Regions from separate parts of the Gossypium hirsutum genome. Here region 2 is linked to region 1. Evidence: chromatin contacts called from public Hi-C data. All regions are on one chromosome and are shown on one strand. The core of a region is the stretch at or near the end of the contact, and the rest is flanking DNA. Distances in the headings are between cores, read along the strand shown.

What was found. A called contact is a pair of places that touch in the nucleus more often than the background predicts.
Region 2: a Hi-C map of leaf shows a contact between it and region 1, with 3 times the contacts expected there. The contact joins the promoter of LOC107916222 here to the promoter of LOC107916225 in region 1. A contact is called at or near these places in 17 of 34 Hi-C or Micro-C datasets (callus, fibers, hypocotyl and 3 more).

What each region holds. Positions count from the first base shown.
Region 1 is chrD10:53,288,006-53,294,402 of Gossypium_hirsutum_v2.1, forward strand. It overlaps LOC107916225 (flowering time control protein FCA), which reads right to left and starts at 3,170. Exons shown (of 19, transcript XM_041103269.1): 1 at 2,493-3,170; 2 at 2,035-2,117; 3 at 1,723-1,801. The coding sequence starts at 2,847.
Region 2 is chrD10:53,420,444-53,427,109 of Gossypium_hirsutum_v2.1, forward strand. It overlaps LOC107916222 (ER membrane protein complex subunit 6), which reads right to left and starts at 4,675. Exons shown (of 5, transcript XM_016845379.2): 1 at 4,541-4,675; 2 at 3,885-4,012; 3 at 3,601-3,796; 4 at 3,448-3,467; 5 at 2,617-2,987. The coding sequence starts at 4,000. The coding sequence ends at 2,957. It overlaps LOC107916221 (protein REDUCED WALL ACETYLATION 2), which reads left to right. Exons shown (of 16, transcript XM_016845378.2): 6 at 1-27; 7 at 233-382; 8 at 461-716; 9 at 797-912; 10 at 1,019-1,105; 11 at 1,183-1,271; 12 at 1,360-1,422; 13 at 1,510-1,566; 14 at 1,690-1,786; 15 at 1,867-2,025; 16 at 2,444-2,778. The coding sequence ends at 2,449.

The DNA.
Region 1 (6,397 bases), core at 1,920-4,419:
GTTCTACCTAATCGTACCAAGACAGAATCATCAAAGCATTCACTTCACCAAGCATCTATGAGTATATAGACTTAGTCACTCAGAGAAGACATCAATCTTCACCAAACATACAAGTAATTCCCATGAGAATGGACCATAGTTCTCTCTGAATAATGTATAACCAAACCTGACTTGACGGCTCACAACTATAAATAATAAATAAAAAAGAACGAACCAAAATGATAAATGGATTGAAAATAGCAGAGCAGAATTGCTGAAAATACAATAAAATAAGTGGAGAACATAACAAGGAATTTTCATTAAAGGTTAACCTCTACTGCAGTGTTTAACCACAAGCAGGAGCAAAATTGTTTCACAAAGCCATCCGATAGAAAAGAACAACAATTTCACGTAACCATGCTGCACAATTCTAGAATCCAAACCTCCATGTTGGTTTAAATTCAAACACATCCATTCCTCCACGCACATTACAACATTCACATTACACAACAGCATTCAAACCATGAAAAAGAAAATGAGTTCCCTGAATGAGAAATCCATCAGCATTCTCACTATCTGGCACAAAAGGCAAGCACTAATGATACAATCAACAATGGAAACTATAGATAAATAAATAAATAAAAACCAAGAAGCAACCAAAATCTGAGCAGGGCAGCAATTATATTATAAATGGGACATGACAGGTGGAATAAAATAAAAATCAATGAGTTCAAACTACACAATCCTATTGGTATCACATAAATTTAGGGAAATTCAAAAGAAAAAATGATTAGGGCAACCACAAAGCCAGCCTGGAGCATAAGCGCAAATTTGCTGATTAAATAACCAATGCTAACTGCTGCATCAGGTTGCAGTCACAAGATGCAGCAGCAGCAGCAACTAACTTTCTATTGTAGAAAAGAGAATTCCCACGGAACTTTTAGTAATATTATAAGGATAGAAATCGATACAGAAAATGAGCCGGCAACCAATATAGACTAGCCATCCAACCGATAAAAATAATTCAACCAACATGCCCAAATACAGAGTCACCAAAAAATCAACTCCCATGCACATAAATCAATCCCAAAAAAGTGTGATGCCTGTAAAGCTCCAAGTAACAAAGCATAGAATCAAGGAATTTGCAACACACAGAACTGAATAATCATCCATATCACATAAACATCCAAATTCAAATCCATCTAAACAGAATAAAACTGGTCCATAGAAATTTCAACCCCCGTATTAAAATAAGAATTACCAGATTCTCCAAGATAGAAGTCAACCACAGAAATCCTCCAACCAACAATATGACATAAACCATTCAACACAACAATCATAGAGTTACTTGTTTTTACATAATACAAAAGCAGCACATCCTTCAATGTATATATGTAGATATACTACAGTAATGGAAATAAACACTGCCATGAAAGTTTATTGTTGGCTAATGCCCTCACAACAGAATCCATTATTTCAAGGACAGGTTCCATTTCTGGTACAAGTTCCCTACTTTTTTCTATACATAAACCAGTTTTTAGCGAGTTTACATTTCTCTCCTTGTTTGACAGGAGTGACATAAAAAAAGGAGGTAGCAACCAAAACCAACAAGCGCGGAACTTGTATCAAAAACAAACTGAGACGAAGATGAGCTTAAGTTTGCTCCTATCAGCCTCTCAGCACACCTGAAATAAGATAGGTATAATAACAAATATCCAAGGATGAAACAACATTCATACATACCTTGAGGTAGGCCAGTTTTTTTATCTTTTATTAAAGCAACCTCTATCACATCTCCATGTTCTTCAAATAAGTGCCGAATCTGACAAAAGATGAATAAATAATATCATTTGTACAGGAAATAATACCAAAAAGTCCAAAATGCAAAATAGCTTAATATTACATGGCATTAATGCTTAAATGGTATTCATTCGATATATCGACATCCAGCATATGAAGATAAGTGAATCAAATTACATATCTGGAAGCAAAAGAAGAGTACAAACAGGAGTATGATAGTTTCAAAAGTATCATGCAAAAAATGAACTGACTTACATCCTCTTCTCTAGCCGTCCTTGGTACAGATCCCACAAAAAGTTTGGCAAAATTGCCCCCACCGCCAGCACCACCAAATCGATCTTGACAAAGCAAAAAGAAAATAAAAAAAAAGTATAAGTAGATAAAATACGTAATGTAATGGTCTGGGGATGCAATTATTATGGTCAGAATTCAGTAAAGAAGGATAAAATTCGAATATGGAAAGCAGAATTCAAGATAAATGATCTGTAGCTAAAACCATACATGCAGCCAAGGAACAAAAAATTCAAGTAAATATTGAGAACTTGGTAAATTTATACTTCAAAACGAAAGTCCATCAAATAGAAGCAAATGCTAAGGAAAATGCCCTAAAATCTTTGTATTGACGAATTATTCAATTAGTGGAAGCAGTAAATGAGTGAAAAATTACAATTGAAAAATATAAAATAACCTGGATTGTAAGCAACAAAACGAACCTCTGTTGGGGGAAACACCTCCACGGCCAGAAAATGGAAAAGGGCGTTTCTGTCCCGTATGAGCTGGCTGCAGATGATGCGGTGAAGGGTTTGGATAATTACCCTCAAAACCACCGGCCATAGGCCAAAAACCTCCCCCTCCTCCGCCACCTCCAATTGGCCGAAAGCCTCCACCTCCGCCAGCGCTGTTGTGATGCTGACGAGGAGGACTATCGAAGGGACGATGTCCTCCTCCTCCTCCACTGCCACGGAAGTTGCTAGGGCTACGTCGACGGTGTTGGTAGGGATCTTGGGCATCGAACTTATCGTTGAAATTAGTATTGGTATCGGTGTTAATGTTGTTATAGCGGCTCATAGGAGAAGCGTCGGAGAAACGCGAGGGTCCTCTATAGTAACGGTCGTGATTATTGTTATTATAGTAAGAGTCTTGGTTGTTGTTGGTGGTGGTGTTGTTGCCATCGCCATAGCGGTCGGCTCTGTACCTATCCAGCTTTGCTGAGTGTGTTTAAGCTCAAAGTTGAAGCCCTAAACTTGAAATTTGCAGAAATTAAAACAAAGAGAAAATGTTACTAGCAAAAACAAGTTGAAAGAAGAAAATAGATAGAGACCAAAAAGTACGCAAAGTGAAAGAGAATTTTGGTTGGAGTTTTCAAGGGGGCAAAGCAGGTCAGGTCAGGGCAGGACAAGTCTCTTTATATGAAGTAGTTTCTGGGCTCCCTAATAATGGCCCAAATTAATTGTTTTGGTCTTTTAGAGGTCATTTAGCCCAATCTGAATGAAGTTTGAGTTTGATTTTTCGTGCTCTACATCATGAGTTCATTGCCATCTACCAACAAAATATCAGTTCACTCATACGGAGCTTCATTAGAGTCAAACTGAAAATTAAAGTTCGAGTTTTGCTTCTCTAAATATATGCTTTCACATGTAGGAAAACCCTGCAATCACCAACTAAAGTTTGTAAAAGGTGGGGGGTTTTTTACTAAATTATTATAAAAAAAATAAAAAATAACCAAAATATTATAACTTTTTTTTATTTATCAAAATATTATAAATTTTTTTTATTTATCAAAATATACAAAAAAAAAACAAAAACCTGCAAAAAAAAAAACCTGTGGCGGCGCCAAAGGTGCCAAAGAGATTGGCGGCACCAATGGTGCCAAAGAACTAAAATGTAACTATCTGCAGTTTCAAGGACTTGACATGTAAATTTACCATTTTGAATTTTAAAAGTGAATTGATGCCGCTATGGGGCGCACTAAAATTGAAATGTGGCTAATTGCCTTCTAAGCCCTCCTTATTTATTATTTTTTTTATTTTCCTTTAACTCACTTTTTTATTTAATAAACAAGCCCTCAACCTATTTTTGTAGTTAAATAAGCTCTTAATCTATGATTTTTACTCATAAAAGCCCTTTATTTTATTATTAAAATAAATATATTTTACCTAAAGTAAAGCTATTTAAAAAAGTATAAACTAATTCGCATTTTATGTATTATTTTGGTAATTTGATGAGAATAGTTTATTTAAAAAATTTACTAAATTTGATGAGAATAGTTTATAATTATAATTTATTTTTTCTATTTGGGTTACATTTATGGGTGATCAGTTTTATTATTACTTCTGGTTTTTCAATAAGGCATGCATGGTATTTCTATTAATTTTTTAATTAAATCTAATATTAGTTAAGTGATAATTAAGATACTTAGAATTCTAATTAAGTAATAACTCTATTTTAATTTAATAAACTATTCTCATCAAATTACTTAATAACTTTATTTTAATTTAATAAACTATTCTCATCAAATTACCAAAATAGAGTTTATTAAATTAGAGTTTATTAAATGAGAATAGTTTATTAAATTAAAATAGAGTTATTATTTAATTAGAATTCTAAGTATCTTAATTATCACTTAACTAATTAGAGTTTATTACTTAATTAAAATAAGGAGGGCTTAGAAGGCAATTAGCCACATTTCAATTTTAGTGCGCCCCACACGCACAGCGGCAGCAATTCACTTTCAAAATTCAAAATGTTAAATTTGCATGTCAGGTCCTTAAAACTGCAGATAGTTACATTTTAGTCCTTTGGCACCATTGGTGCTGCCAATCTCTTTGGCACCTTTGGTGTCGCCACAGGTTTTTTTTTGTAGGTTTTTGTTTTTTGTTTTTTTGGTATATTTTGGTAAATAAAAAAAATTTATAATATTTTGGTAAATAAAAAAAAGTTATAATATTTTGGTTATTTTTTTATTTTTTTATAATAATTTAGTAAAAAACCCTAAAAGATGATTTACCTTACTTGAATTCGTTACTAAGCTAATGACTGTCATAAAGAGAGCAAGGTTGAGTCCATCCTAGAGGGCAAACGGTTCTGCTTTGGTGCTTGTAGCTCTCGGGATGCATCTAAACGACCCTATAACCCAATCCCTAAATGATTTCTAATAACAGTTCCCGCCCCGACACAACCAGGGTTCTTAAGCACAAAACCATCCATGTTAACCTTAACAAAGCCAAGTTTAGGTTTTTGCCATCTAAGAGGGATGAAACAAGTTTGTGGAACTCTTTTAATACTACCCGCAGCAAAAAATTTTGTTGCTTTTCCTTTAGTCAAGTTGACGAGAAGATTAGGATTTGGATTGTTGGTAAAGAGTAAGACGTTTCTCAATTGACAAATCTCTTATAGCATGAACGTAAACATTAAGGGCCACGGGATTTTTGGCTTAACCAGCCAAGCTTTTTCAATGATGTTCAAGTCAAGCCAATCGGTCTAGTTACTATCCCAGTAGGATCTTAAGGGAGCATGATTTTTAACAGTCGATCACCACCCCTTAGTTATTGTGCATTCTCTAAAGATATGCTCGATTGTTTCCGGGGAGTTTTTACAAAACAAGCAGTCCCCTATTTCATTTAATCACATTCCCCAGTGTTTGAGGAAGTCTTTTGTCAGGATGATTTTCTTGAAGTATTTCTAGAGAAAGAATTGAAGCTTGGGTGGTAGTTTTGCTTTCCAAAGATTTTTCCAATGTTGTTCTGACAGGTTGAGATTTAAACTTCTGGTTTCTTGACCATGGATCGTTTCATAGGTGCTTTCCAAAGAAAATTTTCTCGAGTTTGTTAAGTTCTAGTAGATTGTTCACGCTTTATATGGGGGAAAGGGCGCATAGGAAAATCTGTAGTATATCCTTAGGAATTTGAAATGTTAAGGCCTTTCATTTTCATGATCGTAAATGAAAGGTTAGCATCATCACAAGTGAGTAGGCCAATTATGATTTTTCTTAAAGGGCTAAGGCCCAACCAGTTATCTAGCCAAAATCTAGTATTTCCACCATATTTGATTACCCATCTCAAGCCCTTTTCATTAAAATGACTAGTCTTTTGAAAGGCTTTCCAAATAGGTGATGTGGTGCGATTATGATGATATGGATTTTAGGTTTTCATATACTTGGTGAGAAGAACTCTTGCCCACAAACTCCCCCTCTCGTGAATAAGTCACCAACTAAGGTTGACCATTAAAGCATGATTTCTCTTTTTTGCTTTCTTATACTAATCCACTAAAGGGCTTTGGTTTAGTGATAGTATCCTAGCTAGCTAGGTGGAGTTTCCTCTTTACTTCTATTCCTCCCAAAGGAAATTTCTGTTAATTTGGTCAATCATTTTTCATATAAAGGTTGGGAGGAGATTTACTTGCATGAAATAAGTAGGGATAAAAGTTGTGGTAGCTTGAATGAGTGTAAGCCTTCCAACTGGGGAAAAGAGGTTGGCTTTCCAAGAGCTAAGATTATCACTGTAACACCTTATACCCAACCTGATCGACGGGTCCGAATACAAGATGTCACATTAACTCTGAAACAAACTACGAACAAATTTCAACTAATTTGTAAAACTAACATAACTAAAACCACCAA
Region 2 (6,666 bases), core at 3,425-5,924, 130 kb after region 1:
ACTGAGGAGTGGAAAGGTTGGATGCAGGTTTGTAATTCTTTGAAATGATGCAATAAACCTGCAAATCTTCTTCTTGAAAGATCTTCATTTACTTGTAATAATAGAATGTGTTGGATTGCATAGAAAGTGCAAACACTTGTGGCCAATGCTGCTTACACGCAAATTGTTCCAGCATTGCTAAACAAGGATTGAAGATAGTCTTGTGCTTACTTTTCCCCCATTTATTTTGCAGGTCTTATTTTTGATGTACCATTACTTTGCAGCATCAGAGATTTACAATGCTATCCGAATTTTCATTGCTGCTTATGTTTGGATGACTGGATTTGGGAACTTCTCATATTATTATGTGCGCAAAGATTTCAGTCTTGCAAGGTTTGCACAGGTATGAGTTACCTAAAGTAAAGATCATGTAAACTACTCCATGTTCCAAGTTCCAACATTGAGTGCTTTGATTGAACAGATGATGTGGCGGCTCAATTTCTTGGTATTTTTTTGCTGTGTTGTCCTCAATAATAGTTATATGCTGTACTATATATGCCCCATGCATACTCTATTCACTCTTATGGTTTATGGGGCACTTGGTATTCTGAACAAGTACAATGAGAAAGGGTCAGTCATTGCTCTAAAAATCATTGCCTGCTTCTTGGTGGTTATCCTAGTCTGGGAAGTGCCTGGAGTATTTGAACTTCTCTGGAGCCCATTCACCTTTTTCCTTGGTGGGTAATTTTCCAAAGCATGATTTCTATTTACACAAATTTTGGTCATATTGACGGGAAAAATATAAAAACCATTGCAGGATATACTGATCCGGCAAAGCCAAACCTTCCCCTCTTGCATGAATGGCATTTCCGCTCAGGCCTTGATCGTTATATTTGGATTATTGGGATGATATATGCATATTACCATCCAACTGTAAGTTCTAATGCAATTATTTTTGATCTTTTCATTGTATCTTGCTATGAATTAATGCAATTTATTTTTGGAGTTCATAGCTAGATATTGGGATTTACTATTGCAGGTTGAACGATGGATGGAAAAACTCGAGGAAACTGAGGTGAAGCGGCGAGTATCAATTAAAATAGCCGTGGCAATAATAGCCCTGATGGTATCATATATACCCCTTTTGACTTGCCATTCCTTTTCCTAGAAACTCTTATTCATGAGGTTTCAATAAACTTGTAGGTGGGATTTCTATGGTTCGAGCACATTTACAAGCTTGACAAGATCACCTACAATAAATACCACCCTTACACGTCATGGATCCCGATAACGTAGGTCTCATGTCGACTGTGTTGATATTTTGACATATCTGAACATTTTGGCTTTTACCGATAAATTTTTGTTCCTTGTTTTCACCAGTGTGTATATATGTTTAAGAAATGTTACTCAATCCTTCCGAAGCTACAGTTTAACCCTTTTTGCGTAAGTAACCCTTAATCGTCTCTTGTTTTATTCTTTTGTTTTCCAATGACCAATAAGGTGGAGCTAATATATGTCTTTCATTTCCAGATGGCTTGGAAAGATTACACTGGAGACCTATATCTCGCAGATTCACATCTGGCTAAGGTAAGCTGAAGTTGACGACATGAGAATTCTTGGTGCTTCAACTGCTCTCTAGGAGTTGATCCGAATTCGAACCTCTAAATCATAGCATATGAATTTTTAACTCAACATCCGATCAATGTGCAGATCCGGGGTTCCAGATGGTCAGCCTAAGCTGCTCCTTTCTCTGATCCCAGATTACCCAATGTTGAATTTCATGCTTACGACTTCCATATATCTTGCAGTAAGTAAAACGGTGTCATCTTTGGGAACTGAAAATATCTCTCATTAGTCATGCCCTGACATTTTCTTTCTTGCCTGCAGATTTCTTACAGACTCTTTGACTTGACAAATATACTGAAATCAGCTTTTGTACCTACCAAAGACAACAAGCGCCTTCTCCACAACTTGATTACTGGTGTTGTAGTCTCGAGCATATTATACTCTCTCTCTTTCGTGTTCCTAAGAATCCCTCAGATGTTGGTAAGGTTTAGTTCAAATTAATCTAATTGTGTCACTTGAGAGTAGGCCTGTCAATTTTGATCTGAATTTTAAAATTCAAAACTAAAACGACTTGGAACCTAAAACAATCCGAACAAGTAAACCCGAAATGACCTTCATTCAAAACAATCCAAACAATTAGCCCAAAATTTCCCGAACCTGAATGACAAAATTCAAAAATGATCCAAACCCAAAATGGTTTATTCCCAAAACACTTAGAACGAATTGACCCTAAATTATTAGAACTCAAAATGACTTGAAAATTTTAAAATAAAAATCAATCTGACACAAAACCGAACTGATTTATTCAATTGACAGGTATAACTGAGAAAACAGCAAATAGTGAGTATAATACTTGAAAATCTGAATCTGACGGCCTTTACTGTATTGGAATTTGCAGGTGTGAGAACTATAAATATAGAGATAGTAGGAGGCAGCCACCATGACCTTGTTCATCACTGTGTTGTTGGAAGTATTTTCCTTCACAATGGAAACGTAAAATTGCAGAATTCAATAGGAGAATACGTCTCCTTGATCAGATCATGCGGAATATCGGAACATGGAAGGTTAAAGTCGGTATAAAACCTCCAAATTGAGGTTGGTTATTTTTGTTCACTATTATTGTTTTCTAAACACACGATATAGTTACTACATGATTCGTTACCATGTCTAAAACGTACACATATTGGTTTGCATTACATCGATCTTATTAAATAAAGATTTGCCTTTAATTAATATGCCTTACGTTTTATTCCAAGATTTGTTGAATCTAGGAACAAAGGAAAATGGAAAATAAAATGCAATAGAAAGTAAAGAAGAAAAGGTAACAAAAACATGGAATCCGATTGCAAATGCCAGCAGCAAGGGAAACAGAGCAGCTTCTTTTCCAGCCGAGATCATAGGAGATAGTTCCTCAGAATATATGCACGATATCATAAGCAAGTCTATTCAAGTTAAAGAAAGTAGTAGAGTATTAAGATATGAAACAAAAGATATTCAAACGTAGCTTACTATTAATCGAGGTTGAATTCACCTCAACAAGGCTATCTCAAATTCGAGTAACCAAAACTTTTGTAGGATTTAAGAAAGTTTCATTATTCAATTAGACACTCGTAAGCTACTTGGACAAATATGATCATTGTTGTACTAGGCTTGAGCAAGCCATCAATTGAACTGAGCTTGAGTAGGTTCGAGCAGCTAACAACCTACTCGACTTGAATTTGCATATATAACGAATTCAAACTGAGCTTCAGCTTCTATACTTGTATTCATTTGAGCTCGAATCTTGTTTTGCGCAACCAATTTTGAGTTGAGCTCAAGTTTTTTTTCCGATCGAGTTCAATTAAGCATGATTACAGAACGCAATGTTGTGTAGAAAGTTTCTAAATCTAAAGAAAAGGATACGTCCAGAATAGCACAAATGACTGCAAAAATAAAAGAAGAATATAAGCCAAGGAAAAAGATGAAAGGTTAGGCAAAGCAAAAGAACAAAATTTAGATTCATTGAAGATATGGGAATACGTAAAGCAAGTCAAAACATAAAAGAAAAGGCTTTACCATAAGCCCACCCAAGAATCCATCGAGTATAATCCGATTCCAGCAATCAAAATAAGAATGAAGGGAGAACTTTGCCTTTGCTATGAGTCCAATTGAAGTAATTGCCATGACAATGAAATACAATATAAAACCCATAAAGCCTGTCAACCCTAAAATCCCAGCAATAGCCCCTCCGATTATCGACAAAAACGTTCGGCTGCAAATGAAACCACAATGCTTATCTCAAGTATTGGCTTTCAACACACAACTTTTAGTATCTTCACTAAATGTGAGCATAGACATACCTGTAATATACAACTTTCATGTTATTCTGCAAATTCTCTGCTCTAAAAGTTGATACATCATTCATAACTTCCTTTGATTTCTTCTCAGATGAACTTGAATCACCCTGTCCTGCCATTACCTGTCAATTCTGCAATCCAAATCCCAAAAATAATTCAGAACGACAAATTTTGAAATGATTTAAATCCGTAAAAAATCAAAGCATCAAACACTAATCAAAATGATTTGGAGTCAAAATAATCAATCCCATCCATCCAATTGACAGGCTTAGTATAAAGAAAACGAAAAAGAAATACCATATCGGTGAATTACCCAGTGAAGCACAAGCGAAATAGTTGAGAAACAATTATAAAGTCCTTACTGCGCTAATCTAAAAGATCAATGCAGCATTACTGATATGAAAAACAGATTCCGAAACATTTATCGTATTACATGTTCCTTTGACTACGGCAGAGCGTCTCAAATTTTGGAACTTCGATCAAAAGGCAGCATAGATATACATTATCAAATTTCGAAAATTTCAAGTGGTTAATATGAAAGAATATAAGAATTTTACATCCATGATAATCGAAACGTAGGGGATAGTAATGGATCTAAGCATCAACAAACCATTCAAAAACAGATAAGAGAATACAAAAAAAGAAAAAAAAGAGTTTACCCAGATGATCGGAGAATACGAGACACCCTTTTTTTCCTGTATTCTTCTACTGAGAATTTACTTCGAGATAGCCCACTCGAAATTTTTATTTTATTTTGATCAAGTCTTAAATAATCCCGTCTTTCCATTAAATGCCATTACACTCCCTTTACTTTTTCAAAATTATAAAAAAAATCCACAGAAATAAAAATTAGCATTTTTTTTTGGTTTTATTTTTTATGAATTATTGTTTAATCTTAATTAAACTAATTTTACAAGAGATGTATTTGTATCATCTTTTAAACATCCACATCGTGCGTATTTATCATTTTTATTATTCAATCTTTATTGTTTTGGGTAAATTAGTCGAATATGCCAATTTCAAAAGATATTAACGAAAGTAGGCCAATTTTGGAGAGAGAAACATAAAACGCATCCCTATTGCCATCTTTGCTGAAAAAGGACTTTTCTTAACGGTCAAAAAATCAAACTACTACGGTGTCCACCCACGCTTGGTTTTGGGTTAATTATTTATTTATTGACTAAATTATAGAGTAAAAATTTAAAGGTTATAATTTGCTCAAAGTTCTTATACTCTTTTCTTATTTGGAATTTAATCCTTCTACTTTTCGAATTTAAAAATTTAGATCCATCTGATAACGCTATTAAAATTATTTTGTTAAATTTGTTGTTGTGGCATTTTGAAATGAAAAAAAATACTCATTTGGTATCCATGTAAAAAAAAATAACATTGCAACGGACTTGAATTTAATAAAAATATTAAAATTCTAGAATAAATATTTGAATATTAAAATATGCTTTGAAATTTAGTATTTTTATTTTTATTTTTAGAAATTTAGCTCCTTTTCCTTTTAAATTTAAAAAATTCAGATCTAATTGTTAATACTATTAAATATTTTAAAATTAAAAAAAATTAATTGCAATGTATTTAAAAAAATGATATTGTAATGTATTTTAATTTAACAAATAACTTTAATAGCATTAATAACTCTAAAAAGTTACATCAGGATAATAATCAAAATAAAATATTTGAGTTAATAAATGACATTGTGAAAAATTGAGTTGCCAAATTACATCAAAAAGTAGAAGTATAAAGATTAAATTTTAAATTGGAGTGTAACATAAGGATTAAAACTGAAATTTGACTATTATTTCATAATCTAAAATTTGAGTGTAGCATAAGGACTAAAATTGAAAATTTATCATTATCCTATAAAAAAAATAGAGGCTATACCACATGTCAAGCATGAGGAATGTCCTTTGAACCTTCTTTTTATGATTGAGTGTAACTCAAGGATGAAAATAAAAAAATTATCATTATTATATAATTTTAAATTTGAGAATTTAAAATTTTCCTATAAAATGTAAAAAAGAAAAAAGGTAAATAATTTTTATATTTACATTATATTAAATTTTCGTCTATTATTTATTTATTTTATACTTTACCCATATATAATGTGTATAGGATTAGTATAAGCAATATTTTTGTGAAAAACAAATTGTTTTACTTCCCTTCTCATAAAGACTATCAAATTCTGTAAAATAAATAAATGATAATTATAGGTAGTTACAAATATTAGGAAAGATGTTTAAATTAAGGTGTAACAAAAATAGGTTTGATAATTTATCATAATTTTATAAAAAATTTAAATTAAAAATAATTATTATTTAATTTAATGTACTTTTAGGTAATATTACATTCCATCAACTAATCACTAAAATTCTTACATTCCCACCCATGAACCAAACAAGTAATGTAACATTTCCGATAATGGTTATATAATATTATATCCCCGTAACCATATTGCAAAAGTAATCCTACATTTTCGAGGATAAGGTAAGATTCTGGAATAGCATTCTATTTAGATTTCAAAGATTACTTTAAGTCGATAATATCACACTCCACTACTGCCAAGATTTTAAAATATAGGGGATAATCGATAATCTGAACACCACCTCTTCCTTAGTTAATCCTACATTCCCATGATAATGAGAGATTTTAGATAATTTTACCCCATTTGTAAAGACTTTGATTCGTTTTACTTAAATCAAAATGATAATTTTTTTATCCTTTGATATATTTTTAAAGTAGATGTATACATGTACCAGATTGAGCCAACACAAGA